Regions from separate parts of the Mus musculus genome. Here region 2 is linked to region 1. Evidence: chromatin contacts called from public HiChIP or PLAC-seq data. All regions are on one chromosome and are shown on one strand. Each heading gives the region's core, a stretch centred on a gene start, on an enhancer-like site or on the middle of the called end of the contact. The rest is flanking DNA. Distances are from core to core; before and after follow the strand shown.

Evidence for each region. HiChIP or PLAC-seq counts read pairs in DNA pulled down with a chosen protein or histone mark.
Region 2: a contact with region 1 is called in a CTCF HiChIP or PLAC-seq map of stem cell-derived epiblast-like cells, with 5 times the contacts expected there. The contact joins two enhancer-like sites. A contact is called at or near these places in 2 of 15 datasets of contacts at CTCF or cohesin (embryonic stem cells and stem cell-derived epiblast-like cells), 21 of 484 Hi-C or Micro-C datasets (the C2C12 cell line, cranial neural crest, differentiating embryonic stem cells and 5 more), 14 of 115 datasets of contacts at active chromatin or transcription factors (embryonic stem cells and epiblast stem cells) and 1 of 9 other capture datasets (embryonic stem cells).

Annotation. Positions count from the first base shown.
Region 1 is chr10:85,457,366-85,463,044 of GRCm38.p6, forward strand. All of the region lies in intron 1 of Btbd11 (BTB (POZ) domain containing 11), which reads left to right. Among named protein-coding and RNA genes, the nearest start is that of Btbd11, 73 kb to the left of the region's middle. Within about 2 kb of position 1,811, at least 70 of the 459 cell types and tissues checked have an H3K27ac peak or open chromatin away from gene starts, as enhancers often do. A contact at or near this core is called in differentiating embryonic stem cells and stem cell-derived epiblast-like cells, where this site is marked.
Region 2 is chr10:85,535,705-85,541,289 of GRCm38.p6, forward strand. All of the region lies in intron 1 of Btbd11 (BTB (POZ) domain containing 11), which reads left to right. Among named protein-coding and RNA genes, the nearest start is that of Gm40731, 52 kb to the right of the region's middle. Within about 2 kb of position 4,292, at least 39 of the 459 cell types and tissues checked have an H3K27ac peak or open chromatin away from gene starts, as enhancers often do. A contact at or near this core is called in differentiating embryonic stem cells and stem cell-derived epiblast-like cells, where this site is marked.

The DNA of each region.
Region 1 (5,679 bases), core at 561-3,060:
CTGTCCTGGAGCCCCCAACTAGTTTCATTCTTGTTTGTTGAACATCTAGTCTGTGTGGTGCTGTCTGAAGCTTGCTGTGACAACATTTTCCTGGTCTTCAGAAGCCACTGGGGGACCGTCCACAACCTCTCAGGTCCTAGTGCTATAGATGAGTTATCTACCTTCAGGAGGGGGCGGCTCTGGTCCCTTCCCTCAGTCTGAGCCCTTCTGTTGCCAGTTTCCTCTCCTCTGCTTCCCAGAAATGCTCTCTTCATCTGTTCCTGCATCTCCCAGCTTTGTGCAGGAGCAAGCATAGCACGGAAAGGGTAACTGACTGATCTAAGGCAACTCAGGAACCTGAGTGTGTGCGGGCAGATAGTAACTAGAGACCCTCAAGGTGTGTCTGATGCACTCCCAAAGACCGGGTCTGGGAGGATACAGGAGGCTCTAGGAACCAGAACAGAGGGATTCTGGGTAGCCTTAACTACAATGGAGAGGACATCACAAAGGAACAGACCTGACTGAGGCAAATACAGGCTTTCTGGCAATGCAGGACCTTACCCTGGGGTTGGGCATCCCTCGACAGAGAATGTGCCTTTCCCATCCCTTGTATGTTGGAACCTTTCTCCACTGCTCCTCGTTTCTCTCCATGGTAAGTGACGTTCTCTCATTGTTCATACGCATGAGGTCATAGGTTCGATTTCCCTGTACTGAAAAAACAAACAAACAAGCAAACAAAACATCCAACAATCTTAAAATTCAGGTTTGGTTGGCGATGATTTAGTGGGGCTGCCTCAACTTGACTCGGTGGTAAAGGTCTGATGGCCAGGGTTCAATCCCCAGGACCTACGCAATGGAAGGAGAGAGACTCCTGTGAGTTGTCATGGCGCGTACAGAATAAATGGATGTGATTTTAAAAGAACACTTCTCTCGGCACAGGGTTGTTGTGCTGTTTATCTATGCAGATCAACACCTGGGTCTCCACACCGAGTTTTCATGTCCTTTTAACGTCTGCATTCCTGTCTGCCGGAAATTCCTCCTGCTATCTATAATGTAGAGTTAAGCTCACGTTCAAAACCTCTGCAGAGCATCAGGAAATCATTTAACCTTCTCAAAACACAGCTTTCTTCCTCGGATAATGAGGACTGTCTTAGAAATTGTGGGGGCACACTCTGGCAGCACCCAGCAAAGAGCCTCAGCTAAGCAGCAGTGTTCACGGAGCTCCTGGTCTGTCCTGTCCCGGGGGTGGGGGGTGGGGCCCACGATGAACAGTAACATAGATGATTTTTCTTTTTGGCATGATGAAATTTTAATTGTTTTATCCTTGGGATTCATGCTCCTTTTCAGTAATTAAAAATGCCGAGAATGTAAGAACCACCTACCAGAATTAACAGATGTTAATCATTTCTCATATTTGCCCGAATTTTCTCAAACAAAAGAAACCAAATATTTTCACTAAAGCTGAAATCCCTCCTGTTATGGTTCCTCGGGTTCTTCCTTCCTCCCCCGAGGCAGCCTTGATCATGAATTTGGGGCATAGTCTTCCAATCTGTCTCTGTGTCGTGTTCCCACTCCGAGTGTTCATAAATCATACATGGGTTACATTTGCATGCTTAACGGCATACTCTCCAACTTGATTTTTTTTTCACCCCACATTGTTTTGCAAGCACATCTGTGTGGAAGCCCAGAGTCCCTCGTTCATGCTGATGGCGAGTGCTCTGTTGTCCCCAGTCTCTGCCACACCAGGCGGCTGCCTGCCATTGCCATCCATCCTGCAGAAGTGCCTCCCCTGAGAGTCCCGGGGAAGACATTCCAGAGGTGGAACTGCTGACTCACAGAGCGCTCCAGCCGCCAGCTGGCCTGGCCTGTGCCAACCTGTTCTGCAGAGCGAGTGCACGGGTTCACACAGGCCACCTCGGAGGGGTCTGGCCCTCCACCTTCTCACGGGTCCTCACAGTTGTGACTTTTCAGTGTTCGCCAAACAGATTTGTTGTGTGGTGGGGTCTCACGCTTATTTTTACCCCGCTCATCTCCGTTCACTGGCGTGCCGTCATTTCTCCGTGTTTCTGAATATCCAGTCTGTCTGAAGGAAGGTTTTTAAATTCTGTACCATGTTACAGCTGCCTCCCCCGGTGTCTTCTTTCCTGCTGAGTTTTCTGTGAGGAGTATTTTGTCCTAAGGAAGATTTTAAATTTTGTTTTGGTTTAATTGATCTATTTTTTTTTCAATTATGAATTTAAGAGCTAAGCTTATAAGGGCATTTCCTCCTAATGAGGTTGCAGTTTGTGATGAAGTATGCTTGTGCACATATGGGTTGTTAACCCTTTTGCATGCAGCAGAAAATCAGTTTTAATATTGTCCTCAAGGAAAGCCGTTTGTCCCACACTTTGAACAGTCCACTTTTCCTACACTAGTTTTTAATGCCAGCTCTGTTCTATACTAGGGTTTCTTAAACTTTTTTCCACTCACAACTCCTTTTGTCCTCCCAAAGTTTATGAAACCCAAAGAATATAGGTTTATAAAACACATACAAACAGTTACTGGCCATAAATCACAATGAAATTTACTTGAAATTAATTTTTATTATAGATTTTTATTTTATCAATTATTAAAGACAAAAAGAAAGTTCTGTATTAGTGAGATGCATGTAGCCCATTTCTTTTTAGCATAAAGTTAAATCTCCACTGAACATTTGATACTACAGGACATAGAGCATCGTCAGTATTTTTCATAGTTGATTGACATTTTGATCTTTAATATCATCAGCACTGGGAACACTGTCACATAAATACATAGGATAAAATGACAGGACTGCGTTCGGGGCCACCACAGAAATTGTTGAAAATTCTGTCCTGCTCCCCAGCTAAAATTCATTTACCAGAATGGTTTTTTTACTGAACTCAAGTCAATAACTCAAAGATAGATTTTTAAAGCCAAGCATTCTAACAAATTGCAATCCAGAGAGTATACTGATTTGGTATGCACTGAGGGACTGCGGTAGGAAAGTAAAGTCTTTGTTTGCCATAAGGAAGCCATTCTGTTTCTGTCAGAGCAGAAGACTGTATGTACTGTGAAACTGACCTGCAGGCCAGAACTTAGGGCCACCCTGACCAAGGTGAGGTGTTTGGGACAGCGTTCCTTGGTATTTCATAGCATGGTGTCATGAACAATACTAAGCGTGATAGCTTGTTGTTATGTCAACTTGACACAGACCACAGTCGTTCTGGGAAAAGGAGCCTCAGTTGAGAAAATGCCCCACCAGACAAGCCTGTGGGCAAGCCTGTGGGCAAGCGTGTGGTGCATTTTCATCGATCGATCATCGATGGATGATCACTGTGGGTGAACCCATCCTAGTATGGACAGTGCCACCCCTGGATGCATGATCCTGAAAAGTATACAAAAGCAGGCTAAACAAGCTGTGAGGACCAGGCCAGCGAGCAGCACCCCTCTATGGCCTCTGCAGCAGTTCCGGCCTCCGGTTTCCAGTGTTGTGCTCCCGCCCTGACTTCCTGGGTGAAGGACCGTAGGTTGTAACCTGAAATACACCCTTTTCTCCCAGAAAAAGGTCAGTGTGTTTCATCACATGGACCTTGTATGTTCAGAACCAAAGCTGCAGGGGAGTCATGGGCTACGACGACCTGATTAGGGCAGTCGGAAACATCTCTGGGTCATAGTGCATTTGAGTTTTGAATTGATTTCTTGTTGTCTCATGCTCAGAGACGCTTCCTAGTTCGCCAGATTTTGGATACCTTTGTAGTCCTTGTGGGGGTCACAAAGCCCAGGTTAAGAAGCTGGGTCTACCAGGGTAGGGGAATGCCAGGGCGGGAAGATGGGAGTGTGTAGGTGGGGGAGCACCCTTATAGAGGTAGGTGGAGGCAGGATGGAAGAGGGGGTTTCTGAAGGGGAGACCTAAAAAGGGGTAAACATTTGAAATGTAAAAAAAAAAGAAAATAACCAATACAATTAATAATAGAAAAAAAGGAGCTGGCTCTACACTCCATTGACAGACATATGTGCATCTTTTCATAGGCTCTCTGGTTTTCCCTGTCTAGTAGGGACAGTTACTCATAACCGTAGAAAGTACCTCGTGCTGTGGGCTGCAGTGAGAGCCCACAGCATGAGGATTTACCCAGGTCCTTCTTTCCTTTGCATCTTTCTTAGCTTGGTTGTGAGCTACAGACCTGTCCTTTACATAGCCTGGTCACCTTGCAGTCTCATTGAGCTGGTTTTGAGATGGGTACCCACTGGAAAAAGAAAGCCTGATTTGTCAAGCTGCCATAGACGGCCACTCTGCTCAGGTGACTATGTGAGAAGCAAACACACATATCTCCTCATTTAGAATCTAATACCCCAACTGGTGATTTAAGAAACCTCTAAATTGGAGAAGGGGGAAATGAGGGAGGTTAGGTGACTGTTTGCATCATATGCAAAGGATTTAAATTTGGACCATACAGACTTATTTACAGTCAGTAGCATAGTGTGGCCTCCTTACACTTGCCTTCTAGGAATCAGTACAGTTGATAAAGTGTGTTGAGTCTGTAGATTTCAGGCCTGGGATAAGTTTAGTATGATCCAGGCAAGCCATAGCAACACCCAAGTAAGGTACCTGGAAAGTAGGAAGGAAGGGCTTGACGGCTAACACCAGTGCACTGAGCGAGAGTTGAAATTACTCCAGGGAAATGCATTGTCCAGCATGTGTAGTGTGCCTACACACATTCTGAAGACGGATCCAGCTGGGTTAGTGTTCAGCCCCTGCTGGAGCACTTCACTCTCTCTTTAGAGGAGCACCAGGTGAATTAGGTGGTAATGGTGATGGTGGTAGTGGTGGTGGTGGTGGTGTGTGTGTAGGGTGTATTTATAAACCAGTGTCCTTAAAGAAAAAAACATGCCAGGACACCACACATTCTCCCAGAGTGGCCCCTTTTCCAAAATAAGTAGTAGTGATTATGACCATGAACTAAGGTATTCAGGGGGGTTGCGAGCACATAGGAGCCCAAGAAGCTTTATGAAAGGGGCACAGCATCCTACCGCCCACACTCATCTCTCTATCATTTGCCCTTATTCTAGCTCTGACTTTGAAAACCAGATCCACACTTGGAGCTTAGAGAGGAGCCCTCCGTAAGGTCTCAAGGATGCCAAAGATGCAAGATTCTCATCTTCCCTACGTTCTAAGCGTGAGCTCACTGATTGGAAGAGTAGCTGGGGTCATATGAAAAACAAATGAGCCATCACTGCAGATGACTCTCAACATAAGATGGCTCTGACTGATAACGTTAGCCTTTGTGATAGTACAAAGCATGCCCATGTATCCATTCTGCTCTCTACTTTCAGCACAGTACTCAATCAACTGTATGCAATATTCAATGCCATATTATAAAGGCTTTGTGTTAGATGGTTTTCCCAACTCTAGCCTACCCTAAGTGTTCTCTGTATGTCTGAGGAAGGCCAGGCTCCGCTGGGAAGTCCAGAAGGTCGGGTGTGTTACACGCTTCTCTGATACATAGTTTCTTCAATATACAATGGGTTTGTCAGGAGATAGTTATATCGGAAACTGAGGAGCATCTGCAATATTCTAGCGGCTGCCTCTCTGTCCAGCACTGCTTCAATGCTTTAGAATTCGGGCAAGTCCAACCCAAGGCCTGAGGGCCAGAAGGATGGCCATAAATGAAGCCCAACACAGAATCTGTAACCTGCTTAATG
Region 2 (5,585 bases), core at 3,042-5,541, 81 kb after region 1:
GTGAATGAATGCATGAATGAATGAGTGAGTGAATGAATAAGTAAGGGAATGAGTGAGTGAGTCAGTGAATGAGTGAGTCAGTGAATGAGTGAGTGAGTGAGTGAGTGAGTGAGTGAGTGAACAAGTGAGTAGATGAGTGAGTCAGTGAATGGGTGAGTCAGTGAATGAATTAGTGAGTTAGTGAGTGAATGAGTGAATGAATGAACGAGTGTTGATAGAAAGATCTTACATAAGAAACTGGTAATAGAGTCCCTTGGGAGAGTGGGGCAGGGAAAGAAAAGGAGGTTGCTTTCTGCTTACTGTTTTTAATGTGAAAGTTTTTCAAATGCCTATGTGTGACTTTATGATTGCTGTTCGCAAACGGTTTAGGTGTTTTAAGTGAATGTCTGCAGAAGGAGCAAGTTTGTAAAGGGACATCTAAGAGAAAGGATGTCAACTTGTGGCTGTCTTCATTATCTCAGCATCTATGCAGGGAAGGAGACACTCATTCTAGGATGAAGGTCATTAGAGAGTTCTGCAGAAACAGAATCCAGCCAGGGGTCTCACCCAGCAAAACCCAGGGGCTAACTGTACTGTGTGGTAGAGGTGAGGTAGAGGTGAGGCAGAGATGAGGTAGAGGTGAGGTAGAGGTGAGGCAGAGATGAGGTAGAGGTGAGGTAGAGATGAGGTAGAGGTGAGGTAGAGGTGAGGCAGAGATGAGGTAGAAGTGAGGTAGAAGTGGAGATAGAGGCGGAGGTTAGAGGTGGAGGTAGAGGTGAAACAGAGAGATGAGGTAGAGGTGAGGGAGAGGTGAAGTAGGGGTGGAGGTAGAGGTGAGGTAGGTGAAGGTAGAGATGAGGTAGAGGTGGAGGTAGAGATGAGGTACAGGTGAGGTAGGGAAGATAGGGTGGGTGTTGAGCACACAGAGAAACATGGCACAGGATTCTTATCTCATTGGCTGAGCCAGAGGAACTCACAGGCAGCACTTGGGTCCTAGGCAGCCGAGGGACAGAGAACAGTGTGGATGTTGCATTGCTCTGAGCTGGCTGGCAGCTGAGCTGAGACTTCTGCTGATCTCCCGTGGCTATTTGAACCAGAATGATATTCAGGAAACTTGGCCTCATGTAGGTTGGAATGAGACACCAGAGCTGGCTCTCAGGGAGGTCGCTCGCCTCAATGATATAGATGCTCAATAGGCACTCTGACCCCTCCTTGGTCCAGCCCTACCCACTTCATTGAAATTCCCTTCTGTGTGTTGCTCCAGCAATGAGCATCTTCATGCAGTCACCATGACACATCTGTCTTCTAGCCTTTATACCTTCCACTAGCCCATCCAGGTCACACAATGAGCATGCGTTCATTCTCTCTTTATCCATGAAGCCTTTCTTGGCCTGCCACCCAGGTGGAATACCCAGTTCCTTATTATGCCATCCACATAGCATGCAGAATTCCTTTACAGCACCTGCAGCACTCATGGACATGGACAGGCTCGCCACCTCACTGAGTTCCTTAAGGGCAGCTTCAGTGTGTCTTACTTTCCATTGCAGCCCCAGTCAGGCACAGGGTGTGGAGTCAATGGATGGAAGGACAGAAAGAAAGATAAGATGTGTGATGAAAGAGTGAATGACAGAAGGATAGATGGACATTAAGCTGCATGAAAGCAGCTACTTTGGTATATTGTCTACTGGGTCTCTGTGGTTTAGCACATTGTAAATCCTCACACATTTTAGTTTAACTAATTAAAAATGACCTGTTATGTGGGCGGATGGATGAATGGGTAAGTGGGTGGGTGGATGGGATGGATGGATAGATGGGTGAATGGATGGATGGGCAGATGGATGAGTGAGTTAGAGGACGACTGGGTAGATGGTTGGATGGATGAGTGGATATATATATTTGGATTATAAATATCTAAGAGGTAGATGCACAATCAACTTGATATAAAGCAAAATAGTCCCAGTTGTCCAAAATTCTGCCTGATCTATTGCCATGAAAATAATTGAAATGTCAAAGACTATTTCTAACTCGTAGAATTTTACTGTTAGCCACACCCCAAGGCTGATTTTTATCCAGTTCTGTGCCAGTTTTCCCCTCAGTGTCACTACTGTGCGAGGATCAGGTGAGCTTTGTAGAAAACCATCCAAAGACCACACACTTTCCTCCTGGGAGCTGACCACTGTTGATACTTCCACAGCTACGCCAGACCTCGTGGGAGATCTTCTATAACACTCCTCCGAGACTCTTCTTAGGAAGAGTTAGGGCTTAAAGCAAGTGCTCTCATGACCCACTAAGCCGTAGGAAGTTCCTTCACTAAAGATATGGGGGAACTGGAAAATGTGGTTTTTCTTTCCTTTCAAGGTAGATAGCACTGAGGACCATGCAGAGAGATTGCATGGATGATACAGTGGAGGCAGGACCCTAGGACAGAAGAGGGTGGAGTGCGGAAGGGGGCCAACAGCCTGGCAGGTATGATTAGCAACAATCCCTACTGGCAGGACTGAAGAGGGCAAGAAGTATCTCCCACCCCAGGGCTCACGTGAGAAGACTGCATCCAAGGAGCAGAAAGGAAGTGTGCTTAGCACGATCTTAAGCATACATGGCCTTTTCTCCAAACCCAGGCCCCTCAAGTAAAGACAGACCCACCCTGTGCCCCTTGCGATTAGACTCTTCTCTTTTTTTCTTACACCCAGCATCCACTTAGCATCTTCGTTGTCTGGCCCGGTTTATGTATGCCCTCTAATTACTATAATTACTCTGCCCTAGCCGCCCTAGAGTGGCCCTTCAAAACCAGGTCCAATTCCACCCTTCTCCATTCAGGATCCTCCAGTGTGTCCCACCTTGCTCAAGGTCAGACCCAACGTCTTTGGGGGTCACCCATTAGGCCTCACCCAATCCATCCTCAGTGTTCTATCACCAGACGACATCTCCGGACTTGCTACTCTGTTCCTTTCTCTAACAGGCTCAGCACACACCACCTTCGGCTCTTCCTCCTACAGACCCCTTTGTTGTCCCACTCTTTAATAGAAATACCTGATACTTCCTGTCACTTCCTTCAAGCCTCTACTTTAGGGCTTCTTCTTCATCATTTTCTGCCATTTCCTCTGTGGCCCCTACTGCCTGTTGCTGGCATATTTGAGTCATGTTGTTAGAGTGTTGATTTGAAACACAAGTACTAGGCACAAATATCAAGGCTTTCCAGTACTTTGCTACCATATCCTAAGAACCTAGAGCATTGCCTGGCGCCTAGTAGGTGCTCAGCTAATGCTCACTGAATGAGAGAATGAGCTAAGCTTTTAACCCTTGACTTTCTTGCTTCTCCAGTTAATTCTCTCATTATGCCACCAGTGTTAGAGTCACATTAACCTTCCCATTGTCTCCGTTCCTTGCCTCTTATACCAAGTCTCTAGAGCAGCACAGCTCCCACAGTGCACTAAGCCCAGAGGGAAGCTAGCCCTAGCTCATCCCTAGCTGGGCAGGAGGAAAAGCTGGCTGCCTGTGGCTCTCAGAGGGAAGGACAGCTTGTGAGATCGCATTCAGCCACTTCCTGCTTGTGACTCCATTCTACCTGCCCTACCTCTCTGTGTCTTGTTTCTGGCAGTCTCCACTGCCCTTCTCGCTGCCTCCCTGGCTGCCTGGACTGAAAGTTCCTCGAAAGCAGGGCATGAAGCTTCTTCAAGTCCTTGGCATCCCAAGTCGGATAACCTGGATAACCTTGAATTTGTTAGACCAGTGGAAGTGGGGATAGAGGTGGGAAGAGAGGATGGAAATGCAGTGTGAGATCACTGTTTCTAGAAAATGGGCTGTGAGTTGAGAGAGAAGCATAGCGCCTTGTAGGTGAAGGTGGAGATTCTGGCCGGTTAATAAAGTCCTCTGTGATCTGCAGCTGCCTGTGTCCACTTACCACCCTCCGCTCTGGCACTTCCCCCACATGCTGAGCACCTGCCTCTGGGCCTTTGTTCCTCCACTGACTGTCCTCCAACAACAATTATAATGATAATAGCAGCTGCCATTATTGAGCTATTTATAGAGAGCAAGCTGTATTTCACTCATTTAATCTTCCAGCAGCAAGGCAACTGATGGCTGTGCTGGAAGTTCTCCATTATTCTATAGTATTCCCAAGGAAACTAGTGCTTCAGGGGAGGCTAACTAAATGCATCAGCGCTGTGGGCCAAACCCAGCTTCCAGAACTCAAGCTCTTTGAATTGCTCTGTGGAGTCTGATTCTCAAATCCCAGCTGGTACTGAGTCCCTAGGAAACATCCAAAACGGAGGCTGCCTTGGGCTTGCCTGGGGCGGCTTCACGGGACCACACAGGACAATACAGGGCGTAGTCTGACCTCTGCTGTTTCTTCCACAATATTCCAGCTGGTGGAGGCCTGTATTCACAGCTAAGCTGGAGGCCTTGGGCCTCAGGCATCGACCCAACCTGCTCAGGTATTTGCATTTTCTGAAGGTCAGCACGCCCTTCCTTAAGCAGGTTTTAGACTCCCCATCTCAGTGGGCCCTGGCACCCATTTCTAGAAAGGATCTACACTGATGTTTCCTCCACTCTCATTCTGAGGTGCTCTGGGTCCAATATTTCTAAGATCTCTGAAAAGGAAACTCGTGCTTGGGCAAACTGTGAACCAGGAACTGTGCTCACACTAGCAGAAAAAGGGCTTGTTTCACATAGACAGAGGGCAAACTAAACCAGCCCTAAATCTGCTTCCTGCTGCCAAATCTTTTTAAAATAAAAGAGGAGCTCCAAACTGGTGGTATAGACATAAAAAAAAAAAAAAAAAAAAAAAAAAAAAAAAAAAAAGCTCTGACTTTCTATTTTGTTTCTTCATAAATCTAACAGTAAAAGAAAGCCTTCTAGCAGTGACTGGGTTATTGACTTCCTAAATCTTTAGCTCCAAAGAACTTCATTTACTTACTTTATTAGCAAACATTTATCGACTCCATTCACTGTGCCAGCTTGTCCATATATATTATCCCATTTCTGCCTCTCCACCAGTCATGGCGAGAGCAATATCAAACACTGCGAAGGGTGGAATAGGGCCAGGACAACCAAGTCAGAGCCGGGCAACCCCCACGAAAGGTGGCGAAGTGGGCATTAGCAGTGAGCTGTGTCTCTTCCAAGGCTCCATCCCTCCCGTTCGCTGGGAAAGCCGAGCTGCTGGCAGGATCTTCGCTTTCAGCTTCTCACTCCATGGAAGACTGAGCCCAGGTTGGCAGCCAGCGCCAGCACAGTCTACTCTCTTGCAGCCAGAGACAGAGGAGGCAGAGCCCAACCCTGTGCCAAGAGAACCAGACCCACGTTGTCACCCCACCCTCAGCATGGCATATGCATCTCCTGATCCTGGCTACTTCCGTTGCTGCATCACAACTCTAGGTTACTCACAGGAAGCACCAAAGATAGGCAACCTGTAGGCCAAGAGTGTCAAGCCACCATACGTACTGTAGTTATGGTTCAAAGGAAGACCATTCAAATTCAGAGACTGTCCTAAACTATTACCTTTTGGTGCCTCCAAATCATCACATCACCATAATTAATAATTAATAATAATAATAATAATAATAACAACAACAGGTTCTTCTACTTTAGTGTAGTGTTTTTGAAAAGAT